2 separate regions of the Mus musculus genome follow, and region 2 is linked to region 1. The links are chromatin contacts, called in public Hi-C maps. All regions are on one chromosome and are shown on one strand. The core of a region is the stretch at or near the end of the contact, and the rest is flanking DNA. Distances in the headings are between cores, read along the strand shown.

Region 1 (6,798 bases), core at 1,466-3,965:
CTTATAGGGGTTACAACCAAAAACATTTCCAGATATGGTCAAATGTCCCCTGAAGGAGGACAGAACCACCGGATAAGAATGTCAGCTCTCTAGGGACAAACGGAGAGACAGGAACCCCAGTTCAGAGACTGCCACTATGGTCCAAGTGAAAGAGTAGCTTAAAATAAAGCAAGCATGAATATTATGAAAAATGTCTAAGTTACATGACACACTTTGAAGCTAGAACCAATGTGATCTGCTGATGAACTGAATGTGAAGCATGAGAGAAAGGGGGACTCAAAGATGCTACATGTTTCATTTGAACAATTTAGTTGATGCTAACCACATTCCTCAAGATTGAAAAGCAAACTATGGATAGAAGTAGTGGTAAAAAGAGACAAAAAAAAAAAATATTGGCTTGGTACTATGGTTAGGTTTCCACATTGAGAGGGCAATAAGGTATTTAGATAGAGTTCTAAATAGATGTCCTGTCAGGATACAAGTGTAACTTTGGAGAAAACATTTAAAGAAATTCAGATCACATCATTTCTTCTACAATATAGTCTATGATAGCTACTGCCCAACTCAGAGGGAAATGGAAGAAGGAAAAACTCCAGGAATCCAACTCCTCCTGTTCTAAGGGGTTATAGACAGCAGAGATGATATGGAAGAAATTCAGGGGTGACACCTGAAGATTCCCTAATGTTGAGCAACTCGAAGGAAAATGCCAGGAAGAAAGGCGTTTTATTTTGTTACCCACTGAGATACTGAGGGAAGATTCTTGTGGTCTTTGGCAGTCAAGGTTAACAAGGTCATTAAAAAAAAGTAGGTGGCCTATGTTTTGTAGGGTTCAGCTTGTGAGAGTTAATGTTCAATATTAGCTTTACTTTTATCTGCCACCCTCCCAGGCCATCTAACTGTCCTTGTGCTACTGGGGAGAAAGCCATGAAGGGCTTGAATGTGACCTGACTCTATAGACTCATATGCTTGAGAACGTGGTGCCCAGGTAGTGGTACTGTTTGGGAAGGCTGTGGAACCTTTAAGGGGTGGAGCCTCACAGGGAAAAGTGAGTTGCTGGTGATCGGCCTTGTGGCCTTATACCTGGGCCTCACTTTCTGCTCACTCTGCTTCCTTGGTATGGATGCCATATGAACATTGTACTCCCTGTGTTAGCTGACATACATGCCTGCCTTCTGTGCCTGTTGCCACTTCTTCCTCACTATTATGGACTATAACCCTCTTGAACTGCAATTCAGGATAATCTCTCTCTCTCTCTCTCTCTCTCTCTCTCTCTCTCTCTCTCTCTCTCTCATTATTTTAGTCAGGACATTTTATTACAGCAACTGGAAAAGAAACTAAGACAGCCTCCCTGACTGACTCAGGATCGACCACATCCCCAGATATTGATGACCTAATAGGTCCACCCAAACATCTGTTCCAAGGTCACTGAGTCACTTGCTATGATGGCTTCCTTGGGTGGCCTGTGGGAATGTCTAGATCCCAGATGTGCTACATCATTTTTCCCCCCAGAGGAAAGCTGAAAATAGCTTAGAAAATTTGCACACGTTTCCAGACTTCCCCCATTCCCAGCATGTTCCACTTACATTTCATCCACTTCCAGCACCTTCCAGTGAGTCTCCACCTCTTAAAGGTTCCACAGCCTTCCCAAACAGCACCACTACCTGGGTACCAGATTCTCAAGCATACAAGTCTGTAGGATGAGTTCACATTCAAGCCCTTCATGGCTTTCTCCCCAGCAGCACAAAGACGGTTAGGCAAAGTGGGGAGGGGGAGGGGTGGCAGATGAAAACAGAGCTAATATTGAACATTAACCCCCACAAGCTGAACTCTAGAAAACATGAGCCACCTATTGTTCTCTTATTTAAGTCCTTGTTGCCCTTGATAGTTGAACTTGACTGTCACCTTGATGGGATTTAGAATCACAGTGGAAGCAAATCCCTGGACATACATGTGAGGATTTCTCTGTTAGGTTACCTGGGACAGAAGATGCTCCCTAAATATGAATAATACCATCCCCATGAGCTGGGTTCATGGGCTAAATACAGAGGAGATAGCAACATATGCTCAAGTATTCATTCACCATTCTCTATTCCTTGATTGTGGACCCAAGACCACCATGATGCCTCACACTCCCTGTTGTGATGTAATTCCCTAGAACTATGAACCAGCATAAACCCTTCCTTCCTTAAGTTGATTTTGTCAGATATTTCACCACATTGAGACCTGCAACTGATTTGTTTTTCATTTTATTGGGATGAATTCTCTACATACAAAACATTCTCTACATAAAAAAACTGAATAAAATGTGCAGCTGTCTACATCAATAAACTTCTGTAGAATGCTCTTTTCCTTGCTCTGATACTAGCTTGTTCTAGAGCCCTGGCTGTGTTCTTTGAGCTAAATAAGCCTTCCTCCTTCCTGGGTAATGAAAAGATTGATACTCATGACCGTGGCTTTGGGTGTAGGTCATGTAAGAGTAGACATCCCACCTGTCCTGCCTAAATTGAATGAACAGGAGATAGGACCATAAGAATCACTTAGCACATCCTTCCGGCTGAATTACTTGACCTACAGGAGAGTTGGACATTGCCTCCTTCCTGAAAGCCATCTGTTATCCTGCAGAGGCAGCCCTGGGGGCAGGGAGTAAGATAGGATAGGCCAAGAAGACTTGGGAGCATTTTCCATGGCGGTCAAGAAAACACATCAAAAGAACAGCCCTGTCTCCCTTCCTCTGCTCCCTCTGCAATTCCTTGAAGCCAAGGGGAATGACATCACAACAAAACAGAGGAGTTGCCAAGACATACTCTACAAAATGTCCTCACATGGTTACATTTTCTGCAAATTACAGCGTTTGGAGTATAAATCAGAGTAATTGTTTAAATCAGAGTGACTGTTGAAACAGATTTCCAGTGATCAAATCAAAAAGGCAATCATCCTGCGGTTCGTCCGGTGCTCAGAGCCCCACATACTTCTGAAAGTGTCGGTTGTCAGTTACATGGACTGTTTACATTACCATGCTGCCCGAACAGAGAAAATATATATTTTAAGAAGAAAATGTGAATCCAGGGTTACAAGAATGTTTCTCAAACAGCTAAGTCATCTTGTTTCAAGTAAAACCAGATGTTTGCATCAAGAGAAAGCCAATCATTTCTTTTAATTATGCTCAATGGTCAGGCCACCAGGAATACCCACATGTGTACACATGAGCCAGTAGAAATCAAAGGCTTTGTGACAAAGAAAGCAATCAGCAACTCCCAGACCACCAAATGGCATCCCCAGCTCCAGCCCCAGGTACAGTGTGTGTACCTGCTCCAGGAGAGCAGTCAGTAAGGTAAATCTTCCTTGACCGATATGCCAGTGTCTCACACCCCACCTTGATGCATGTCCCCCAAAAGTCTGGAACAAGTCCAGCATCAGAATATATCCTCTACTTCAGGATAGTTATAAGGAATATCCTTGGAAAAGATCTTAGGCAACCTAGCTGTCCTCTAATGTGCCCTCTCTGGCTATTGTTCTGTCCCTAAAGCCTTGGGAATATGACCAAAGGAGGCACCCAGTCCCTTGTCCTTGTTCAAGAGATATAAAATGGGGGGGTTTCATCTGGTCACACCTCCAGGTGGGAGAGGGAAACCTCACCTATTGTCCTGCCCTCTGTTATGATGTCCTGTTAGGTATGATGGGGCTAGGGAGAAGTTATATCATAGTAAGGGTGGAAGAAGGGTTCTATAATCCTCTGCTTCCCTGGGAGGATCCTGGGCTCAATTTTAGAAGAAAATTCATCCACCTGAAAGGAGGCACTGAGAATCGTCATTTCCTCCTGAGAGTGAACTTCACTGGCGGAGTCCCAGAGACATAGCTTTACAAGGTCCCCTGCAACCAAGGAGTGGCCACAATCCCAAGACTTCAGTATACACACCCACAGTACCTGAGCCTTGTTCCAAGTTGCTGGTAGTTTCTGAGTATTTGTTTTTGTTCCAAATGAGCTCTAAAATTGCCCCTAAAAGTGCTTAATGGCACAAACACAATACTCAGAGCTGGATGCAATTCAGTGGTAAGAGTACTTACCTGATCTCAATGCCCAGTATTGGATGGAAAAAGTAATATTTCCTCTGAGTTTCATTGTTTGGGGATTTAGCCCATAATTTTAACTACATATTAGCTTCCTTTTTCTTTGACATATCTTCCTTTCTTTGTCTTTTGTTTTGCAGTGTTCCTACTTCCAGTTCTTCCTAAGCAGAACTAGTCACAGAATTCGTTATGGGATCACAGGTCAGTTGTATGAGCTGTTTAGGTTTTGATTGGGTTTAAATGAAGCTATAAGCCATTAAAAACAAGTATTTAGCCCTGGGTTGTTTTTTTAAGATCAACCTGCTTTGGGAAGGGTTGCTGTAAATGATTCTGTAGGAGTCCAGTGCTCCTTTCAAGCCTGTAATCATATCATTTAGTCATGTGAACCTTTAAAGTGCATCGCAATTGATGCTGTGCATGGCTAGTGCACTCTAGCCCGTGTCTCTGGGAGCACTGATGTCACTAAGAAAACTTTCTGGGGTTGGGAGACATTAAGGCCACATTTTGTTCTCTCTCATTAGAAACAATGGCCATTTCCACCCAAGAGAATAAGAGAGGCATTTTCTCCTCGATTGGTTATGAGAGGGTGTGGACAAGAACTCAATATGCACTTAGCGTTTTCTCCTCCTCTTCATTAGTGATTCTAAAGCTCCAGGACTATTTCTATCTGCTGTCCAAAATGGTTCCAGCATGAGAAGTTTTAAAAGAAAGTGAATCTCATCATTGTGAAGCTAAGAACCCTGCTTTGTACTCAGCCCTGGAGTCAGATGTGTATCTATGGAACAGATATTTGCTTTTAATGTCTTGGCTGCAGTTAACTAGTTATGCCCCCCCCTGCCCCCAGTCAAACTTTCATGGAGATTCTTGAAGTCATAAGTAGGATGAGATTTGTCTAAAGTTTAAAAACTCATTGCTTCACACCCATAAACTGGCTTAGTAGTCTCTTATTGTCTTGAAGCACGGTTGGATGCTACTTGTGCCTAATGTATATGCAGATTTTTCAGAGCAATTGTTGAAATACCCTGAGTTGACTCTGGATTGACGGCTCCTGCCATGCAACAACGGAGTCCACCCAATCGGCATTACATGCCGTGTACTGTAACTACAGCTCAAGTACCACATCTGATACTCGGCCTATTCATTCATTGATTAAATTCTAGCATACAATTATTAAACACCTACTGAATGCAAACATCCAAGTTGTCAGTTTCCAGGCATTTGAAGATGCATGGGTCATGAAGAGAAAGCCCCTGAGTTGTCTGCAGACAATTGACCTGTATAGAACCAGAGGCAGTGCTGAGAATCATCCAGTCTCTTTTTTATTTTCTAGACATTTGCCTTGAAGTGATGCTGCATGAAGAAAAGCTGCGGTGAAACAGTTTCTCTTACACAAGGTCGGAGACCAAATGGAGTTTAAGTGGGTCTTTAACTGGAAGTACGAATAAGTGCAGCACCATCAGAAAAGTTATGCAAAGGAAACTTGAAGAGACAATCCGCTCAATTTTCTAACATCAGGTCCCACTCTGTTAGCTTAAAAAAAAAAATCATTGTTTAGACGTATAAGATGGCTTCCAAGAATGTGACACACAGCTAAGTGCTCTGAAGCAGGTAGGCCCCATCAAACCTTTAACTATAAAATAGATCTCCACTCTATTCACTGCCCCATTCCATGGGCCCATATCTTGAGAAGGGTTAGCATCTGTGTGTGTGTGTGTGTGTGTGTGTGTGTGTGTGTGTGTGTGTGTGTACACACTAGGCCGTGCTCACCATCAAACTCTTGGGATCTACTTGTATTGCCCCCAATGATAAGGTTATGACATAACACCGGATTTCATGGGAGTACATAGGATTTCATGGGAGTATATAGGATTTCATGGGAGTACATAGGATTTCATGGGAGTACATAGGATTTCATGGGAGTACATAGGATTTCATGGGAGTACATAGGATTTGAACTCAGATCCTCTTGCTTCCATAGCAAATTTTCTCATCTACAGAGCCACACATCTCTCACACCCCACAGAATGAGTATTTGAATGGGGAGGGATGTGGCATAAATCTCACAATACATGTGTGTGGATCCACAAAATTACCTGGAAATCAACCTCGCCTTGACCTTTCTGACAAAAAAACAAGAAAATCTGGAAAGTGTCAGCCATCAATAAATCCAAGCTAGAAGTCAAGGCGGCAGTGAGTTCCAGAGATTGCCACCAGAGGGCAGCAGGGCACACAGACACCTTGCTTTCACCGCTCAGAGAAAAAGCCTTAGGTGGAAGTGAAGTTAGCATTGTGCTTAAGGTTCTTAAATGGATGGATCTGGAGGATATCATCTTGAGTGGGGTAACCCAATCACAAAAGAACACACATGATATGTACTCACTGGTAAGTAGATATTAGCCCAGAAACTCAGAATTCTTCTTAGAAGGGGTAACAAACGACCCATGGAAGGAGTTACAGAGACAAAGTTCAGAACAGAGTCTGAAGGGACGATCATACAGAGACTGCCCTACTTGGGGATCCATCCCATAAACAAACACCAAACCCAGACAATATGGCTGATGCCAACAAGAGCTTGCTGACAGGAGCCTAATATAGCTGTCTCCTGAGGGCCTTTGCCAGTACCTGGCAAATACAGAAGTGGATGCTCACAATCATCCATTGGATGGAGCACAAGGTCCCCAATGAAGGAGCTAGAGAAAGTAGCCAAGGATCTGAAGGGGTCTGAAGCCC
Region 2 (6,798 bases), core at 1,316-3,815, 180 kb after region 1:
CTATAACATGCCACAAAAGAATAGTGATCCAAGTGACAGTTGGATAATTTGTTAAAGAAAGAATAAAAAGGAAATACTAGAAAACACTGAAAAAATGGCTTTCATGGGCTTGCTATTAGGCCCAGTATAGCTAAGGAAAGGATCTGTGAAATTGAAAATAGATCAGTAGAAACTTCCCAAACGGAAATGCAGATAGGAAAAAAGAAAAAAAAAAATATGTGCTCTTGAAGATGAGGATAGCTGGGCGTGGTGGCACACACCTTTAATCCCAGCACTCGGGAGGCAGAGACAGGCAGATTTCTGAGTTCGAGGCCAGCCTGGTCTACGAAGTGAGTTCCAGGACAGCCAGGGCTATACAGAAACCCTGTCTCGAAAAACCAAGAAGAAGAGGAAGAGGAGGAGGAGGAGGAGGAGGAAGATATCTAAGAACTATGGGCAGTTTCAAAGATCCAACATCTGCATAATTATAATACCAGAAGATGGAGGGGGTGGAGAGAATGGAGGGAGAGGAGAGGACGGACAGAATGGAGAGGATGGACAGGGTGGAGCCAAAGTAATGGAAGCACTTAACTCCCATAATACAACTCAGATGCAGGAAGCCTGAAGAACAGTGAGCAGGATAAATACTCAGAATCTTCGCCTGTTTGCCACATATCGAAATTACAGGAAACCAATAGAACCCTTGAAAAACAATAAAGAAATTTCCAAGAACCCTCTTGTCACACACAAAGAGGAGAATAAAGTAAAATGTTTAATTACGAAAGAAAAATATCATCAACCCAGAATTTCGAGTCTAATAAAATTATACTTGGAAAGGAAAGGAAAGGAAAGGAAAGGAAAGGAAAGGAAAGGAAAGGAAAGGAAAGGAAAGGAAGGGAAGTAGTGACTTTCTAAACAAAAATGGAGGAGACTGTTTGCTTTAGTTCTACCTTACAAGAAAAGGGAAGTGGAGGAAGAAACTCAAATCTGTAACAAGAAAGGAGAAGCATAGGTTAGAGGGATGGCTGATCGGTTCAGACCTGCTGCTCTTTAGACACCAGAGCATGCGTGTGTTTGTGTGTGTGTGTGTGTGTGTGTGTGTCTGTGTGTCTGTGTGTCTGTGTGTCTCTATGTCTGTGTGTGTGTCTGTGACTGTGTCTGTGCATGTGCACATGCGCACTCACACACACACACAAATATAAAAAAAGAAAAGCAAGGAAGAAATTAGTAAGTTTTTAAAGTTCCTTATTCTAAATAACTGCTCGGGCTGAAGAGTTGGCTCAGTGGTTAAGAGCACTGACTGATCTTCCAGAGGTCCTGAGTTCAATTCTCAGCAACCACATGGTGGCTATAAATAACTGCTCCATTAGTAAGTGATGGCAATGTATGGGTAAGTTGATGAGGATGAAGAAAAACAATTAATATCATTGTTATGTAACTAAAGGTAAAGTGATACATTGTTACTTACATTCAGCTTAGATTATGTACTGCAAATTCTAAGGCAACCACTAAAAAAATTAATAATAATAATAATAAATTTTTTAATTAAAGAAATATAATGACCATGACATGATAAAAAGAAAATGGGATAGTTAAATACTCAATTAAGACCCAAAAAAGTAGAAGAGAGAAAGAAAAAAAAACATCAAAATATAACACACTTAGCAGAGATGAAAGGACTCAGTAGTTAAGAGGAATTTTCTTGCAGAGGACCCAAGTTGGGCAGCTCACAGTCACCTGTAACTCCAGCTCCAGGGAATCCAGGACAGTTTTCTGGTCTCCCCAGGCACCTGCCCTCACATGCACATACCTACACATAGACATTCATATATATACATAATTAAAAATTAAATCAAAAATTTAAAGATTTAAAATTGTATATGATCATTTATCTAATTGTATTAGTAATCAGTTTGAATATGAATACTTTAAAGGGTAGTCTCTCAGAGTAGATAAAAATAAGATCCAACTATCTGCTGTGTACAAGAAACTCTTTAAATATAAGAGACTAGTGGCTCCTTAGTGAAAACTAATTATCCATTCCCTTTGCTCAAACTTCTGAGTCATGAGCAGCCATCATATCTTATTCATCCTCATCATGGAGAAAAAGACATATGTATAGCATAGAGAGAATTCTTAGTTATGGCAATAACAGCACAGTAACTATCCAAAGCTGTACGAAAATCAGAAGCAAATAAACACTCTCTGAGTAGCAACTTTGAAACTGAAAACAGATGGGAAGGATCAAGCAAAATCAGGGTTCTCAAACTCTGACATGCACTGAAGTTGTTTATGAATGTAAATGGCCACTTCTCAGAGTCACTGGTTCAGTAGATGTGGGACACTATCAGAATCTGTATTTTAACAACTTCCCAGAAGCCTTCATGCTGCTGGTGCTAGGACCGCATCTTCTATACCTTGGCTGTGGATTTTTCCCTACTAAGTAAGTCCACATTTCCAGGAAATGTATTTAGTTTGTGTTTTAAACTGAAGCTTGCTTACTTGAGTGCTTATTGTTGGGACTGCTTCTGGACTTACTAATGAGTTAATGACTTAGCAATTACACTGAGCTCTTTGCTACCTAATGAGAACAGTGCCATCTAGAGGCATTAGCCCAGAGGGCCAGCAGATAAGTAGCTGGGTAGAAGGGCAGTTTATCACCACTATGGACTTACTGATCCTCATCTAGGCGATGGTATGCAGTGCTGCAGGAGAATTAAATAGAACTAGAGATGCCCATCTCCACCTTCGGAGGTGACTCTTTCCATCTGTACCCTGAGGATCCCAAAAATTCTATGACGCCAAGTGTAGCCATGGCCTTACCATGCTCCGAGACCTAGCAGAGATAATGTAAAGGTCACACTTACAAGTGTGTGGCCTAGCAGATGGGTGAGCACAGCAGGACAGTTGCGTCATTTCCCATCCCAGATGATGGTCCTGAGTACAGGTGCCCTGACATGCAAGATATAGCCTGAAAACTACATGTTGGCTGAAAGAGAGCTATGGCAGCACATCAAAGGTTGGCAGACATTTGGCTTCATACTAGCACGTGTTAAGATTATGAACAGTTGGAAATAATCTTCTGGTTGCAGCACATCGACAGAATCATAAAGTGGATATAATGACAGAGGAGATGTTCTCTGATACCACAAAGGGATGATTCAGGAAAAACTGAGACAAAATGTTAACAAGTTGGGACTTTAAAATGTTTTTTGGCTTTGACTCACTAGAACAGCTTACTCAGTGGCAAATTTATTATCAACTACTTCAAGTCTTTTGTTCAAAACATATAAAACACAAGCTCAGAATTACACTGGTTTAGCTTTAGCAGATGGCAACATTACCTTAAAATTTTATATAGTCTTTCATAAATGATGAATTTGTCTCATGCAGTTGTAAAGAAACAAAACCACACCCAATAGTCCTAACAGACAGAAAGGGAGCCTGCTTTGTAAAGTTCTCTCCTCCCAGGGAAGTGCGTAGCCGAAGAACTTTGAGGAAAGATGCGCCCAAAGGTGGGGACAGTCAGGTCGGTGCTCATGACCACTAGAAATTCAAGCAAGTTTCCAAGTGCAGAGCTGGAGAAGAATCTAGAAACCAAGCACATTGTTACCGCCCCGAGGCTGATAAGAGGGCTGAAGAGCCTCACTCAGGTTTCAGATGTTTGGGTGAGAGATGCTCAATGAATACACACAATGGAAATATCCTCCAATCAGAGACAAACAGAGACCTGAAGTCTAGACAATTCTGGTGACAGCATCTTTCTAAGTGCACTGGGGGCTGTTGGCATGGCAAGCACCCATCCTGGACCCCACAGCCAAGCATGCTGCTCCTTTCTGTGTTGTCCACATGCATGTCCTGGTGGAATGTCCCATGTCCTGCTTGGTTTGTGACAACTTCCTTTTCTAACCACTTTGTCCCATTTCTCCCTGGAGGCAGTAATAGCCTTCAAACTCCTCACCATTTCTCAGTATGACACTTAGTGCTTCTTGTTTTTGTTTACTGGTTCTAGCATTTGTTCTTCCTGCATTTCTACCTGTTCCTATATTTATCCTCTTGAAATCCTTAGTTGTTCATTTGTGCCTGTCAAGAGGAAAACATAACTTGATGACTTTTAATTAAACACTCTGTTTGGAGAATAATAATTAAAATTATTTTAAAGATATCCTTGAAGTTCATAGATTTTTTTTTATTTGTTTTTTTAAGTTAGGTAGCATTTGTAAATAACTGTAAATGCCCATCTCTCATCTGAGAGCTGGCAGAGTCTCACCAACATTTCCATCCAAGGAGCTTGCAGAACACTGAGCTGGGAGCTCCCAAACTGTGAGCATGCCCTTTCACCTCAGCAAACTGAGAGATAATAGTGAAAGGAAAGTCATTTGGATCTCTGAGTGAAGGAAGCATAAACACTTGAGGGCCAGAGTTCTCACCCAGCTGCTTCTCTGATCTTTAGCATGAACCCACAAAGTCCTTTGGGCTTTCTATGTCCCATTTGAGTAACAACAAAGTGACTTGTTTTTCCTGTAAAATAGAAGCAAGATACCTGGGGACTTCATGTCAAAGTTCTCCTTTTTTCAAACATTAAGGTCAATATTCATACTTATTTAACAGTAAAGTTCTATTACTAAATGATGGCTAGCATTGCTAGACTCTTTTTAATACTATAAATAAAATAATACATAAAAAGGTCTTTTACATTCCACTCTGGGTCTACCTTCATGAATTGAGAATAAAATTTTCATTGGCTTTTTAGATTTTTTTTTATTATAATATACATGTATGGTAAACATTGTTTTTAAAGATGCATCCAAGGAATAAATTGTACACCCGTCTTGATCAAAGAATTTCAAATGCAAAGTTCTGATTTCATCCTTTTATTTCTCCTTGTAAGCTGTTTGATTGAAACTATCAGGATATCCTTATTGAGTGATGGTGGAGCAAGATGGGAAAGTCACATTCACCAGTGAAAATAACTGTGTGAAAGCGGAAGGGCTCCGATGTGCACATCCCAGAGCACAGCAGTGAATTATAGTCTTATGGTCACCAAAGACTTAGAAATACTGCTTGTGTGAAAACCGATAGTTAAACTTATGCACTTAATATTTAATCTGTAGCTAACTATACTTATATAGGAAGGTATGTATAGACTTATGCCCAACTTCAGATATGTAACAAAACATACACATCTATGGTAGTGTTCTTGTAGTATTCTCTTGAATAAATTAGAAAGAGGTATAATGACACTTCTCTCAGTATAAATGATCACTGCCTTTCTGAGGTCCTTCTTTTTTAAAAAAAGATTGATTTATTTTATGTATGTGAGTACACTATAGCTATCTTCAGACACACCAGAAGAGGGCATCAGATCCCATTACAGATGGTTGTGAGCTACTATGTGGTTGCTAGGAATTGAACTCAGGACCTTCGGAAGAGGAGTTAGTGCTCTTAACTCCTGAGCCATCTCTCCAGCCCTCCGAGGTACTTCTTAAGGGCGTCATAATTATATTTTTAATCTATTGGGGGGGGCTGAGAAAATGGCTTCATGGGTAAAGTGCTTGTAGCAGACGCCTGAGAACCAGAGTTTGGCACCCCAGGACCCATGTAAAAGGACATGATGGCCCTACTGCAGTCCCAGAAAGCAGAGGCAGAGACAGGCTTCCCAGGGCAAGTTGGCTAGCCAGACCAATCAAATAGCAAGCTCCAGGTTTAGTGGAAACCCTGCCTCAGTATATAAGGTTGAGAGCGATCAAGACACCTACCATCAGTCTCAAGCCTCCACAAACATGTACACACACATGTGTACCCACACACATGTAGACACTCGGACCCACATGCACATGTACATATGCAAAATAAACAAAATCTATATTTCCTCTTCCTAGGCTGTGATCTCCTTGAAGGCAAGTGTAGTTTTGTTGTTGTTAATTTTTTAAAATTTTTCTTTCATACAGTACATCCCTATTGCAGCTTCCTCTACTTTTACTCCTCTTTGTCCTCCCCTAACTCACATACCCCTCCCCGCCCTCAAGAGTAGGTCTTTCAGGGACATCAACTGAACACACAAGATACTATATAAGACTAGGCACAAACCCTCACATCAAGGCTGGACGAGGCAACCCAGTAGAAGGAAAAGAGTCCTAAGAGTCAGAGACACTCCCAGTTCCACTATCAGGAGTCCCCCCGCCCCCCCCCCAAAAAAAACCCAAGCCAACAACTATAACATACATGCAAAGAATCTAATGCAGTCCCATGCAGGCTCCGTGACTGCCACTTAAGTTACTGTGAGCTCCCTTGAGCCCCCTTAGTTGATTCTGCCTGCCATGCGCTTGAGGTGTCTTCAACTACTCTGACTCCCACAGCTCCTCCTTCCCCTGTTTTCCTCAGGGGTTTCCCAAGCTCTGAGAGGACAGAGCAGGTGAGACCTCCAACCTGGGCTCTCTCTTCACCTAGTCTTTGGCTGTGGATCTCAGCACCAGCTCCCAACAGATACCAGAGTTGGTCTCTCATGACTGGGCTAGGCACTGATCTGTGAATATATCAGGACACCCCTTTTTTCTTTCTTTCTTTTCTCTTTGAACATTCTTTCTTTGCTCTCTTTTTTTTTTCCTTCCTTCCTTCCTTCCTTCCTTCCTTCCTTCCTTCCTTCCTTCCTTCCTTCCTTTCTCTTTTTCCCAGTTGTGTTTGGTTCTATCCCAGGTTTCTGGTCATCTGAGTAGTGTCAGGCCTGGGTTCCTCCTGATGATCTGGGCCTCAGATTAGACCCGCCATTGGCTGGCCACTCCCACAAGTTCTCTGCCACCATCATCCCAGCACATCTTG

What was found. A called contact is a pair of places that touch in the nucleus more often than the background predicts.
Region 2: a Hi-C map of uterus shows a contact between it and region 1, with 6 times the contacts expected there. The contact joins two enhancer-like sites. A contact is called at or near these places in 12 of 15 datasets of contacts at CTCF or cohesin (CD8 T cells, the G1E-ER4 cell line, the NIH/3T3 cell line and 6 more), 131 of 484 Hi-C or Micro-C datasets (3T3-L1-derived adipocytes, the AML12 cell line, the BV-2 cell line and 66 more), 10 of 115 datasets of contacts at active chromatin or transcription factors (astrocytes, bone marrow-derived dendritic cells, embryonic stem cells and 6 more) and 1 of 9 other capture datasets (embryonic stem cells).

What each region holds. Positions count from the first base shown.
Region 1 is chr12:8,053,491-8,060,288 of GRCm38.p6, forward strand. All of the region lies in intron 2 of Gm33037 (a long non-coding RNA gene), which reads right to left. Among named protein-coding and RNA genes, the nearest start is that of Apob, 79 kb to the left of the region's middle. Within about 2 kb of position 2,716, at least 7 of the 459 cell types and tissues checked have an H3K27ac peak or open chromatin away from gene starts, as enhancers often do. A contact at or near this core is called in uterus, where this site is marked.
Region 2 is chr12:8,230,311-8,237,108 of GRCm38.p6, forward strand. All of the region lies in intron 3 of Ldah (lipid droplet associated hydrolase), which reads left to right. Among named protein-coding and RNA genes, the nearest start is that of Gm33037, 26 kb to the left of the region's middle. Within about 2 kb of position 2,566, at least 14 of the 459 cell types and tissues checked have an H3K27ac peak or open chromatin away from gene starts, as enhancers often do. A contact at or near this core is called in uterus, where this site is marked.